Linked DNA regions of Mus musculus: regions 1 and 2 are each linked to region 3. Evidence: chromatin contacts called from public promoter capture Hi-C data. All regions are on one chromosome and are shown on one strand. Each heading gives the region's core, a stretch centred on a gene start, on an enhancer-like site or on the middle of the called end of the contact. The rest is flanking DNA. Distances are from core to core; before and after follow the strand shown.

The links. Promoter capture Hi-C pulls out the DNA fragments that hold promoters and counts their contacts.
Region 1: a promoter capture Hi-C map of 3T3-L1-derived adipocytes shows a contact between it and region 3, with 4 times the contacts expected there. The contact joins the promoter of Mrps21 here to the promoter of Ensa in region 3. A contact is called at or near these places in 17 of 39 promoter capture datasets (the 3T3-L1 cell line, 3T3-L1-derived adipocytes, the HPC-7 cell line and 11 more), 2 of 484 Hi-C or Micro-C datasets (CD4 T cells and muscle stem cells) and 4 of 9 other capture datasets (adipose tissue, embryonic stem cells, liver and 1 more).
Region 2: a contact with region 3 is called in a promoter capture Hi-C map of the C10 cell line. The contact joins the enhancer-like site here to the promoter of Ensa in region 3. A contact is called at or near these places in 8 of 39 promoter capture datasets (3T3-L1-derived adipocytes, the C10 cell line, the HPC-7 cell line and 3 more), 2 of 484 Hi-C or Micro-C datasets (nephron progenitors and peritoneal macrophages), 4 of 115 datasets of contacts at active chromatin or transcription factors (embryonic stem cells and stem cell-derived neural progenitor cells) and 3 of 9 other capture datasets (adipose tissue, embryonic stem cells and liver).

What each region holds. Positions count from the first base shown.
Region 1 is chr3:95,868,752-95,872,873 of GRCm38.p6, reverse strand. Mrps21 (mitochondrial ribosomal protein S21) reads left to right here and starts at 1,360. Exons shown (of 3, transcript NM_001355759.1): 1 at 1,360-1,421; 2 at 2,259-2,380. The coding sequence starts at 2,298. It overlaps C920021L13Rik (RIKEN cDNA C920021L13 gene), which reads right to left and starts at 1,352. Exons shown (of 4, transcript NR_040446.1): 1 at 1,189-1,352.
Region 2 is chr3:95,790,680-95,795,195 of GRCm38.p6, reverse strand. All of the region lies in intron 1 of Rprd2 (regulation of nuclear pre-mRNA domain containing 2), which reads left to right. Among named protein-coding and RNA genes, the nearest start is that of Gm26361, 3.9 kb to the left of the region's middle. Within about 2 kb of position 1,330, at least 5 of the 459 cell types and tissues checked have an H3K27ac peak or open chromatin away from gene starts, as enhancers often do. A contact at or near this core is called in 3T3-L1-derived adipocytes, where this site is marked.
Region 3 is chr3:95,622,680-95,627,202 of GRCm38.p6, reverse strand. Ensa (endosulfine alpha) reads right to left here and starts at 2,223. Exons shown (of 4, transcript NM_019561.2): 1 at 2,027-2,223; 2 at 329-454. The coding sequence starts at 2,083. It also overlaps the pseudogene Rps10-ps1.

The DNA of each region.
Region 1 (4,122 bases), core at 111-2,610, 250 kb before region 3:
TTTAGCAAGATCTAGATTATAAGTATTTGTAGGTCACAGATCTCCATTTCTTCTACCCAAGTCTACCACTATAGCCCAAGAGAGCCGTATAATATCAACAAATAAACATGGTAGTATTCCAATATTTTTATTTAGACAAAAAGTGCAGACCCCTAGTCTGAGTAACTTGTTCAAAGTCATACGTCTGCTGATGCTTAGAATCTGAAGCTAGAACTCCTTTCTAACGGATTACGTACTGTCCATAGAATTAATTTTGCACTTATTATATGCGACTGGGCCTAAAATTGTGTCTACATACTGTCAGTTGTACAAGAGACACTGGAATAGTATCAGCAGTGCTTAGCAGAGGACAGTCATTCAATTAGGTTTGCTGACAAGCACAAAGGTGTCTAGCTTCAGTTTGGGACTTTGGATTTGGCTTACTACGAGGCAGGCTTAAATTTTGTGTGAATACCTATTAACTGATAATGACCTGGCCAGATGGCCCGGTGGTTAAGAAAATTAATTGCTCTTGCAGAGAACCCAGGTTCTGTTCCCAGTACCCACATGGCAGCTCAGAGCCTCCTATTAACTCCAGTTCCAGGGCCCCAACACCTCTCCAATCCTTCTTGAGCTCCTGCACGCACGCACGCACACGGTGCACATACATACACGCAGGCACACGTACACACACACAAAATAAAAGCAAATCCCTTAAAGAAGTAACAGATGAGGGTGCATCTGTGTGTGTTGTGGGTAGGTTTTTCTGTATATGGATACTTCTAAACCCATGTAAATAACCATATATGGAGATGTGGGGATAACATACACATAGGGTTGTCCAGACGTATGGAAGAAAAAAAAATTCTACTAGATCTTACAAGGCAACAAATGGCAAAGTTGGCATTAAAACAACAATATTTTGATTTAAAATTCTGCAGGCGTTTCCCATTTGTTTCTTTTTGATTCTACTTTATTTAATGAAATGGCTTAGGTAGCTGATGCAATGGGAAACTCACAGTATGTAATTTCTTTTCTTAACTTTTAGGCAGATTAGGGGGTGTGGAGCCATTTTTTTCACCCGGTGAGCAGATCTGTCCTTTTTAAATAGAAAATATTCTCAGGACGCTTCCCATTTCCCATCCAGAAAACGAAATCGCTCAAATCTAGTAAAAGTTTAACAGGATTAGAGCTACGGATCGGGCTGACCTTCTCGCAGACCCGACGACCGCGACTCCTCCATAGGAAGGTGAGGACGCTGTTCCTTTGACTGTCAGGCGGAAAGTCCAGCGCCTGCGCTCAGCACCGAACCTTCGCAAGGTCAGACGGTAAGCGGAGCTGCAGTCGGCTGAGCCCTGCAGCGTAGCTTCCTCCCGTCGCGGGACTCCGTAGCTTCCGCTTCCGGTCCGCAGAGACCCGGAGTCCGAATTCAGAGGCCCCAGGTAGGGAGCTCGAGGGGTGTGGGGGGGTTCACTGAGCTGCAAAGCGAGTATGGCGGGAGGGCAAGATTTCGCGTGGTGCCTAGAGGCGGACGAAGAGTTCTTTCTAACTCTCAGCGGAAACCTATTTTTTGGTTTGCTTTGCTTTGCTTTTTCGAGAGTGTTTTTATGTAGCCCTGGCTGCCCTGAAACTGGCTCTGTAGACGAGGCTGGCCTCGAACTCAAGAGTTCCGCCTGCCTCTGCCTCTCAAGTGCTGGGATAAAAGGCGTGGGCCACCACTGCCCGGCAATTATCTTTTAATTATTTCTTGGTGTGACCGGGGGGTTGGGAGGGGCGAAAGTCAGGACAGCTTGCAGGAGTCTGTCCTCTCTTTCCACCGTAAGGATCCAGGGCTCTAACTCGGGTCATCAGGCTTGGTGGCAAGCGCCTTTACCTGCTAAGCCATATCACTGCGTAGTGAAAGAAATGTTGCTAACAATTTGCTTGTACTTTTTCATTAAAAAAAAAAGTTATTTATATTTTATGTGTGTGAGTGTTTTACTTGCATGTATGTCTGTGCATCACAGAGGTCAGAAGAGGGTGTTGGATTCCCTGGGACTGTATGTGTTGTGAGCCACCCTGTGGGTACTGGGAATCGAACTTGGATCCTCTTAACTACTGAGCCATCTCTCCAGACTTACTTGTACTTACTAAGATATGGAGAATTCCTCCAGCCCAGTTCTGTGGATCTCAAGCTGGTTCTGTTGCTAAATTAAATAAAAACTACCTATGGTAAGTTGTGACTCTGTTGGGCTTTGTTCTCTTACATTGAGTCTCTGGTTTCCATGCTCGATGTCCAGTCTGTAGTCCCGGAAGAATGAAGATTTAAATACGAGGCCATGGCTAAACATCTGAAGTTCATTGCCAGGACAGTGATGGTTCAGGAGGGGAACGTGGAAGGTGCCTACCGGACCCTGAACAGGTAAAATGAGTCGAGTCTTGCCTGGACCAGCCGTGGGAAATGTGAGGTGATCCTGCACCCAGCCTACCACCTCATAAAGCCTACCACTGGTGCCAGCTCTGTGTAGGCTCTGAATACCACCACCTCCACCTCCTCCTTTTTTCCTCCTCCTCCTCCTCTTTCTTCTTCCTCCTCTTCTTCTTTTAAATTTATTTATTGTGCATACAGTGTTCTACCTGCATGTATGCCTGCATATCAGAAGAGGGCACCAGATCTCAGTACAGATGGTTGTGAGTCACCATGTGGTAGCTGGGAATTGAACTCAAGGCCTCTGGAAGAGCAGCCAGTGCTCTTAACTACTGAGTCATCTCTCCAGCCCCTCTGGACACTTCTTATCCCTTCAGTTTATTATCCTAAAAATGAAGTTCTCCAAATTCAGCTCGATGGAGCTTATCCAACAAGCAGCTATCATCCCTTGATGATAAATCTGAGTTCTATCCAAAGACCCCGAAAAACTGCTGGGCACACTGTAATCCCAGCACCTGGGAGGTAGAGACAGGAAGAATTTGAGAATAATTTAGATGATGGTGACTAGACTCAGTCTCAGATGACCCCTCCTCATGTCAAAAAAAAAAAAAAAAAAAAAAAAAAGTCTGGGAGGGGAATGAGAAACAAGAAGCAGAGGCATGGTGCATTTCAGCTGAGCCAGTATCTGTGGAATAAGGCTACTAGAGAGGATTAATTCCTCTGTGATTTTTGTTCATCTCATGTAGCTCAGGCTGGCCTAGAATGGGCAGTGTAGCCAAGGATTACCTTGATTCCTGATCCTCCTGCCTCCGTCTCCCAGATGCTGAGGTTGATCGTGTGTTTGATATTGTTTACGTGCCTGGCTAGCAAAGATGGATTCTAATTGTGCTCTTGAAGAAATAAGTCATGGATGAGAAGGCATTTCAGGTTCCAAAGAGTTATAGCATAAGCAGACACATAGAGCTAGGGGCTGGAGAGATGGCTCAGTGATCAGGAATGCTTGCAGTTCTTGCAGAGGACCCAAGTTTGGTTCCCAGTACCAACAACTGATGTTAGGGATCCAGTACACTCTCCTGCCTGCCCTCTGCAGGTCACACATGTGACAGAAACAAACCTACACCTCCACTTAAACACAGTGACACGGCTGGAGAGGAGAGGCTCCGTGGAGAACTGTCTGGACACTACATTGTGGGTGGAGACTAGTCCGTCCAGATGATACTGTACCACTCTAGTTCTTTTAGGCTTCCGTAGCCTGGCATGCCTTTTTATTTCATCTCTAATGATGTGTGTGTATGTGGGCATGTGCACTTGAGTGCAGGTTGCCAGAGGCTAGAAGCATTGGCCTGCTTGGAGCTGGAGTTCTGGAAGTTGTGAGCCACTGACCTGGGTGCTGGAAGAGAGAGAGGTGCCCTTGTAGCCAGTGAGGTCTTTCCAGCTCTTGCTTTGTTTGGTTTGGCTGTGGTGTGTTTGTTTGTTTGTTGAGAGGGGTCTCACTGTGCAGCTCTGGCTGGTCTGGAGCTGCTGTGCAGCCGGGTTGGCCTGGAGCTTATAGAGCTTTGCCCACTGTGCTTCCTGAGTGCTGGCATGTGTGCCGCTGGGCTCCTCTTTTTAGCTTGTCACTTTTTCTCTTATTTCCTTGGCCATCAGGCCGAAAGACATAATAAGCTTTATTTTAGCATGAAGATTGTTTTGCTGCAGGTAGTGGAGAAAGTTCTCTTATGTGACGGTGGTGCTCC
Region 2 (4,516 bases), core at 81-2,580, 170 kb before region 3:
GTGAGAATATATAATGTAATAGTATTTCATTCATCAGTAAACAGTTAAATATTTTGATTCTTGGAACACCAACTTAGGAAGAATTGTCTTTGTCTTTGTAAAGATAATTCTTGTTTTTCAATTTCTTTATTAGTATTTCTGTATGGCCCCAGATTTCTTTCTGTTTAATTGCCTTTGTCCTTGGCCACTTAAAACATTCATTCATTCATTCATTCATTCATTCGTGTGTGTGTGTGTGTGTGTGTGTGTGTGTGTGTGTGTGTGTGTGACACAAGGGTTTTCTTTGTAGCCCTGGCTGTTCTGGAACTCACTCTGTATGTAGGACAGACCTGCTTCAAACTCAGAGATGCCCCACAAGTGGTGGGACTAAAGGCATGCCCCACCACTGTCAGGCCAAAGTGTTGTTGTTTTTAATGTATATGGGTATTTTGCTTGTATGTTTGTCTCTGGGCCTTATTTGTGTCTACAAAAGCCAGAAAAGAACATTGGGTCTCCTGGGACTTTTGTGAGCTGGGAACTAATTTGGGTCCTCTAAAAGAACAACTGATGCTTTTAACCAAGGAACCATCTTTCCAGCCCCCACTTATTTTTTTAAAAAAAAGATTTGTTTGTGTATCTACTGTGTGTAAGAGCCTAAATATGTGTGTTCCATACGCCTGCAGGTATCAGAGAGGCAGTAAGATGGAGGCTTTTATGTTGGTGTCTAACCACATCCACTTTGTGGGGCTTAAAGTTCTTGATGGGGTAAGACAGGGTGAAAACCAAATCAAATATAGCATATAGGGAAGTTATTCTTGAAGTTTGAAATTCAAACTCATGCTTGTAATCCAAGCATTTAGTTCAAACTTTAAAAATACTTTAAGAATATTACAAAGAGCTTGTATATACTTTTCCTCCTGTACCCCAGGATAACCTGAAACTTGGTATGTGTTACTAGAATGACTCTCAAGTCCTAATCCTCCTGCTTTTGTTCACTCCCCAGGCTGGGAATACAGGTGCCTACCCCCACACGGGCCTAGCAAGGTGTTTTATTTGTTTATTTGATGGTTGGGGCTGGGGCTGCTGCTGCTGCTGCTGCTGCTGCTGCTGCTGGTCTGTCTTTGTTTTGTTTGAAACTTGAGTTGTTCACTCTTTTGGGCTTCCACTGAGCGAGTCAGGATGCCTCTAGGTAATGGGATGGGGATGCTGCACATGTTCTTTAGAGAAGATAATTCTCATTTAATGCTACTTTGTGTATAAAATAGCATGTATGCTTATGTCCCAAGAGTGAGAGATCTGTGTCATAGAGTCCTGGGTGGTACATTGTGAAATACCTCTTAGAGCAAGTGAGAGAAGGCACTGCTGAAGGAGGAGCTGTTACAGAATGGGCTCATTCGTAGGACATTAGTCCCCTTCTTGTGTACTTTTCCTTTAGTAGAATCTAACAGCAGAATTAGAGGTACAGCAGACTGTGGCAGCACATACCTGTAAACTCAGTACTTGGAAGGTGGGGTCAGGTTGTTCTGGGGATCAGGAATTTGAGGCCACCTTGGGCTTTTCAAGACCCTGCCTCAGAAACAGAACAGAACTCCGGAGGTAGAGGCAGACAGATCCCCAGAGTTGGAAGGTAGTCTGGTCTACACAGCAAATCCCAGGCCCTACATAGTGTGAGACCCTGTGCTCAAGACACCATGACCAAGGAAATTCTTTCTTATAAAAGAAAACATTTAGTTAAGAGTTTGCTTACAGTGTCAGAAGCTTTTGTCCACTATTGTCATGGCAGAGAACATGGTGACAGGCAGGAGTGGTGGTAAAGTAGCCAAGAGTTACATCGTGATCAGCAGACAGAGAGACCCGCACACACAGAAACAGAGAAACTGGGCCTAGTATAGGATTTTGAAGAACTTTTGAGACCTCAAAGCCCACCTACTGTGACACACTTCCAAATCCTTCTAATCCTATCAAAGAGTTCCACTCCCTGGTGACTAAGTGTTCAGATCTATGAGCCTATAAGGGCCATTCTCATTCAAATCTGCACACCTTGTCTCAACACAAATTAAAACAAAAATCAGACAAGAAGGTTCTAGAGAGGTGGTACACATTGTTGATGTATTTGCATCCATGATGTATACACACATTGTATGTATACATGCATGCCAAGCACACATAAGGAAAAATAATAAATGTAATTTTAAAAAACAAAAGAAAGGTACAGGAAAAGCATTCATTTAGACTCATCCAGACTTAGGGTTTTGTACTAGAAAGCTAAATTAGGTAGAAAAGGAAAAGAAAATGAGGGTTTTGGTAAGAGTAATTTAAATAATGTATCAAATGCAGTGGAATTCTTAGAAATAAATGAATTCTGAAGGAGATGGAGGAGGTAGAGAGCATGGACTGCTGTCTGAGGTTGTAGAATGGTAGAATGGGAATGGGTGAGTGTGGTCAGAGACAGGGCTGTGTGAGCAGATCCTAGAAGGCAATGAGTGTGAGGTGAGGAGCCTGAGTGACTGTAGAACTTGGGTCGTCCAGGTGAATGTTAGAATTGCCCAGCATTTTAACAGTGAACCTTAGGTGGGTTGAGTCTTTGAAAAGCTTAGCCTTCGTGTAAACCTGGAATCAAATTATGCCCAGAACATTCAGATATTTCAAATAGCTTCAGCCAGCAAATGGAGGCACTTAAATGTTTTGTGAGAAGTGTCTGGATTGGTTGATCTAAGGATCTGTATATGGAATACTATTAAACATGATTTGCAGTTATTTTCTGGTTTGAGGTCAGTGTTGTACAAGATTAGTTTTCTTCTAATCTTGCTATTTGTACAAGTTCGTTCAACTCTTTCTCCTTTTCTTTTTTCTTCCCTTCCCTTCCCTTCCTCTTTCTTTCTCTCTCTCTCTCTCTCTTTCTTTCTTTCTTTCTTTGTCTCCACAAATATTTGGGGAAACTATTTTATTTTGGTTTAATTAATTAATTAATTAATTGTACAATCCAGATTGTATCCCCCTCCTGGCCCACCCTCTAACTGTCCCCCATCCCTACCTCCCTATCTCCATGAGGATGTCCCTATCCTCACTCTCCACCCCACAAGACCTTCCCATTCTCTGGACCTCCAGTCTCTTGAGGGTTAGGTTCATCTTCGCTGACTGAACCCAGGCCTGGCAGTCCTCTGCTGTATGTGTGTTGAGGTCCTCATATCCGCTACTGTATGATGCCCGGTTGGTGGTTCAGGGTCTGAGAGATCTCAGGGGTCCAGGTAAATTGAGCCTGCAAGGTCACCCTCCTCCTCAGCTTCTTCCATCTTTTCCCTAATTCAACTACAAGGGTCAGCAGCTTCTGTCTATTGGTTGGGTGTAAATATCTGCATCTGACTCTTTCAGCTGCTTGTTAGGTCTTTTGAAGGGCAGTCATGGTAGGTCCCTTTTTGTGAGCACTCTATAGCCTCAGTCATAGTATCAGGTCTTGGGGCCTCCCCCTGAGCTGGATCCCGCTTTGGGCTTGTGGCTGAACTTCCTTTTCCTCAGGTTCTTTTCCATTTTTGTCCCTGCAGTTCTTTCAGACAGGAATAATTATGGGTCAGAGTTTTGATTGTGAGATGGCAACCTTATCTCTCACTTGATGTCCTCCTGTCTTTCTACTGGAGGTGGGCTCTGCAAGTTCCCTCTCCCTACTGTAGGGCATTTCATCTAAGGTCCCTCCCTTTGAGTCCTGAGAGTCTCTCACCTCCTAGGTCTTTGGTACATTCTGGAGGGTCCCCCCACCTCCTACCTCCTGAGGTTGCCTGTTTCCATTCTTTCTGCTGGCCCTCAGGGGCTTCGGTCCCCCCCCAATACCTGATAGTGTTCCCCTTTTTCCCTCCCTGGCCCCTTTCCCCCTCATGAGTCTCCCTCCCTTCCTCCCCACCTTGTGATTGCTTTCTTCACCCTCCCGAGTGGGATTGAGGTATCGGCTTATTGACCTTTTTGAGTTCTGTGCACTGTATCCTGGGTATTCTGCTTTTTGGCTAATATCCACTTATTAGTGAGTACATACCATGGATGTCCTTTGGGGTCTGAGATATCCTCACTCAGGATTTTTTCTAGTTCCATCCATTTATCTGCAAAACTTAAGATGTCCTCATTCTTAACAGCTGAATAGTGCTCCATTGTGCAAATGAACCACATGTTGTACATCCATTCTTCTGTCTCTAGCTCTGGCTATCTATCACAAACAAGGACATAATGGAACACGTGCCCCTATGGCCTGGTGGGGCATCTTTTGGGTATATTCCCAAGAGTGATATAGCTGGGTCTTCAGGTAGATCTATTTCCAGATTAATTTCTAGAGTGGTGTGCCAGTTTGCAATCCCACCAGCAATGGAGGAGTGTTCCTCTTTCTCCACATCCTTGTCAATAGGTGGCCCTGAGGTTTTGATCTTAGTCATTCTGATCGGTGAAGGTAGAATTTGCCGTTTCCCTGATCATTAAGGACTTTAAACTTTTTTTTTCAGTGTTTCTCAGACATTCGAATTCCTTAGTTGTGAATTCTCTGTTTAGTTCTATACTC
Region 3 (4,523 bases), core at 974-3,473:
AGTCTCTTGAGGAGCATGGTTAGTGTGTAATGCCAGCTTTTAACAGACTAAAGAACCTTATTGCAAGTTGAACTATTTGGGTGTTCTGTATCTAATATCCTTCCTTCAGTCCCCATCTGCCACCTACCCAAATGCCCACCATTAATCCTTCATTTCCTATAGTTAGAAGGGAAGTAACATCATTGCAGAGATTCACATAATTTGCTTTTCTCTTTCCAAGTTTCTAATTTATCTTTACTACTGCTAAATAACCAAAGCTACAGAAAAACATGCAGTAGAATGTCTACGGACTTCATCCAAGGTGCCACAGTATAAGGGTGTCCCATACCCCTTTCTGGAGTCTCTTCATGAGGAAGTCGGAGCCTCCAGGCTTTTGTCCTAGGCTTGGATATTTGGCCTTTAGCTTTGCCTCCTCAGCTTTCTCAGGGAGAATCCCTTCTTTCTCCTGTGTATCCTGAAGAAAACACGCCAAGTGAAATTAATGGCTGAAAAACAATGACTTCTAATATCTGATAACCTTTGTATTATCAAATTTTCTTAGAGGTCTACCTGTTTGTAATTATGCTATCTACACTCTGTTCTGTTGAGTGTGTGTATTATTTAAGGATTTATTTATTTTATGTGCATGTATTCTGCAGACTCGTATGGCTATGGCTGTGTACCACATGGATGCCCAGTGCCCTGAGTTCAGTCTGGGCCCGGTTTCCTAGACTGAACTGTACATGGTTGTGAGCTACCATGGGCTGGGAACTAAACCCAGGTGCTCTGCAATGAGTGTTCCTAACCAATCTTTCCTGCTCCTCTACTCTTAAAAGCTAGACCTTTGTTCAAATGCCTAAGCTCAAGATAACTGTATCAAGCAAAGAAAAACAAGTTAGTTCTTATATTACACTCAAGGAATCACCCGTGACCTGTGAACACTAGGTTAAAGGTAGTATCTCAACATGATACTTGAACCATAGAGCAAGCCAGAGCTCACTCAGGAAAGATAAAAAAGGAACTACTAGAGTTCCTGGCTGTCCTACAGGTCAGGGGAGCTTTTGTCTGCTGAGAGGCTCCCTCCTCATTCACACTCTAAGAAGCAATATGGTCTCACTGTGGAGGACGCTAGGCATGTGGCTTATTCTAAAGATATTTACCAGAGTAATATACTTGAAAACAGAAATCAACATGCCATTAGTTTTTCTTGTTGTTTTTATTTTTATATTTTCTGAGAGAGGGGTTCTTGGTGTATATTAGGTTGGTCTTGAACTCAGAACTCAAGAGATCTGCCTGCCTCTGCCTTCCAAGTGCTGGGATTAAAGGCGTGCGCCACCATCTCCTGGCTAGTGTATTTTCACTTGACAAACAGGGTCAGAGATAACACTAAGTGTATTTAATGAGTCCCTGAGCTCAGTGTTAAGTAACTCAAATATGGTGTCGAAGAAGGGGTTTGGCACTAGTGTTTTCATAATGCGATGGTGGGTGGACCACATCCCACTGCGGAGAAATTCGAGCGGATCTATAAGTCACTGACGGTGAACAACAAACCATCCCTACCAAACAGGTCTAAGGAAGTTGCCACCTGAACTTACCCCATGGTAATAATTACTCTTTTCCCCTCCCCCAATGCTGGTTCATTTTAAATGTCTTCACTTTGACCTCTATCTTGCTGTGGATGAAGGATGAGCTCCAGTCTGGTATTTATCTTTACTAATCAAACATCTCATTTACAGCTCTGGACCACCATCCAGCCCCCTTTCATTCGCCTCATCTTTCCAAACACCCGCCCACGCCAGAGCTCGCCCAATTATAGAACGGCTTCCATGAACTGAATAGAGGCCTACTGGCCAATAAGAAAGGGGAGCCCACAGATTGACAATCGGCTTGACTAATCGACATCAGGGCACTAGGCCGCGCCGAAATGCAGCCTGCGCGACATTAGTAGTGGCCAACCCCTGTACAGCCTGAGGCAGAGGCGGCCAATCAGCGGCAGCGGGGGCGTATTCCGCCCGCGCGGCCACCCCCGGTCCCCCCTTCTCCTCACCTGCTTCTCCTCGCCGGTCTCCTCCGCAGGGTTTTCTTCTTCTTGTTTCTGGGACATGGCAGAACCGGGACTGTGTAATGCAGGGCCCGGGAAGTCAGCCGGAAAAGGGAAGGGGGAGGGGAAACGGGGACAACCTGAGCTGCTGCTCCGGCTCCTGTCACTATGGTTGCTCAGTCAAAATGGCGGCTCAAGCCCGTGACGTTGAGACCGCCCCCTCCTATGAGAGCCAATGAGAGTGGGCTTGACGGGGCAATGATGTAACGACACACCAATAAGCGTTGGCCGGAGGTGGGCGGATTCTTTAGAGCGACAGGCAAGCTAGAACACCAACCGGGAAAGAGAGTGAGCCACAGAACCAATTAAAAGCCTGCATGGACCTTAGGGGCAGGACAGCAAGCTTTGGTATTTTTGCTTCTTGGGTGGGCTGAAGCTGTGTTCAGTTTATTAGCCAGATCCTGGGCAAGTCGCTGAATGTTGCATCCGAGCCGGGTTAACATAGAAATCCTTTATTCTCTGGTGCAAAGGCTCAAGCCTTGAGCGGTGTTAGAACAAGTTACCCACGACCAAAAATTAAAATTGGAAGACAAACTGATATTCAGCAGTTTTCCAGGACTCAGTGCTAGCTTGTAGGAGACTTGAGTTTTCTTGTAAGGTTTTCATTCACACTTTAGTCCTTATGTAGGCAATTATAACTGTTAATGATGTATTTATAAAAACATAAAGGGAGATATGTTCTATGGAGTTGTGGTGAGTGTTGTGATTATAGAAATATAGAGAAGTATAAGGTTATGTTCTATGGGGGTGTGGTGAGGTATGGGGTAAGGGGGTGCCTCAGGCCCATGCCAAGGCATCCCTGCCCCCTGAGGGACCAGCCACATGACGGTATAGTATAGAATAGAGTTTATTCAGGGTATAGGGAGGGGAGTTAAGAGAGAGGGTAGTAGTGAACCGGGCATGGTGGAATCCCAGCACCCAGGAGGCAGAGGCAGGCGGATTTCTGAGTTCGAGGCCAGCCTGGTCTACAGAGTGAGTTCCAGGACAGCCAGGGTTATACAGAGAAACCCTGTCTCGAAAACAAACAAACAAACAAACAAACAAACAAACCAGAGAGAGAGAGAGAGAGAGAGAGAGAGAGAGAGAGAGAGAGAGAGAGAAGGTAGTAGAGGCAGAGAAAGGCAGAGAGAGGGAGAAAGTAGCCCATGGCCACATGGAGAGAAAGGAGAAGGGAATGGGGAGAGAGGGGGAAGAGGGGGAACTAAAGGGTAAGAGGCAAAAGTAAGAGAGAGAGGAGGGGGCAAGCAGCCCCTTTTATAGTGGGCCAGGCCTACCAGGCTGTTGCTAGGTAACTGTGGGGGGTGGAGTCCAGACAGAATACCAACAGTGAGGTATGGGAGAAGGGGGTACCTCAGCAGGCCCATGCTAAGGCATCCCTGCCCCCTGAGGGACCAGCCACAGGACTATAGAATAGAGTATATTCAGGGCATGGGGAGGGGAGTCAAGAGAGAGGGTAGTAGAGGTAGAGAAAGGCAGAGAGAGTAGAGAATTATAAAAGTAGAGGCAGCCGTGAGCACGTGGGAAAGGGGGGAAAGGAATGGGGAAGGACAAGGAGACAGAGGGAAGAGCAAGAGACCAAGAGGGCAAGAGACCTAGAGGGGCAAACAGCACCTTTTATAGTGGGTCAGGCCTTCCTGGCTGTTGCCAGGTAACTGTGGGGTGGAGCTTAGACAGGATGCTAACAGTTAAGGGTCACTCTGTGGAGACATAATTTCTTGAGTTTAAGATGGTAGTTCTAGGCACATGGTAAACATTTAACACATATTAAATACCAGCTAATGTAAACAAAGCCATAGTTCAATAATAGTTCTTAACCTGTGTGATGGTTCCTGTCTATAATACTCCCACAAAGGACGCTGAAACAGTATCTCGAGTGTGAAGCAAACCAAGACTACACAGTGCAACCCTGTCTCAAAAACGAAAGGCAACCAAAGAAATAGAGTAGTTCTTGAGCATCTATCAAGTAGATAGGACTGTATTACTTTTATATGAATACACACATAGGGCAGCCTCCGCCTTTCAAATTAAGCCATTATCTCATCATCTCCTCCTCCTCCTGTTCCTCCTCTTCCTCCTCCTCCTCCTCCTCCTCCTCCTCCTCCTCCTCTCCTTTTTGGTTTTTCCATGTAACAGTTTTGGCTGTTGCTGGAACTTACTCTGTAGACCAGACTGACCTCACAATCATGGAGATCTGCTTGCCTCTGCCTCCCAAATACTGGGTGGGGTTCAAGTCTTTTTTAAAAAAGATTTATTTTATGTATATGAGTACACTGTACCTGTTCTGATTGTTGTGAGCTTTTTTTTTTTTTTTCTTTAAAGTTTATTCAATACAACATAAACTCCAACTTCACTGAGGTGGCTGACCACGTCCACGACCAAAGCCGCCTCTAAACTGGAACTCAGTGGCCGAGCCAGCCCCAGCCTCAGTTTTCTTGTCAGCTCC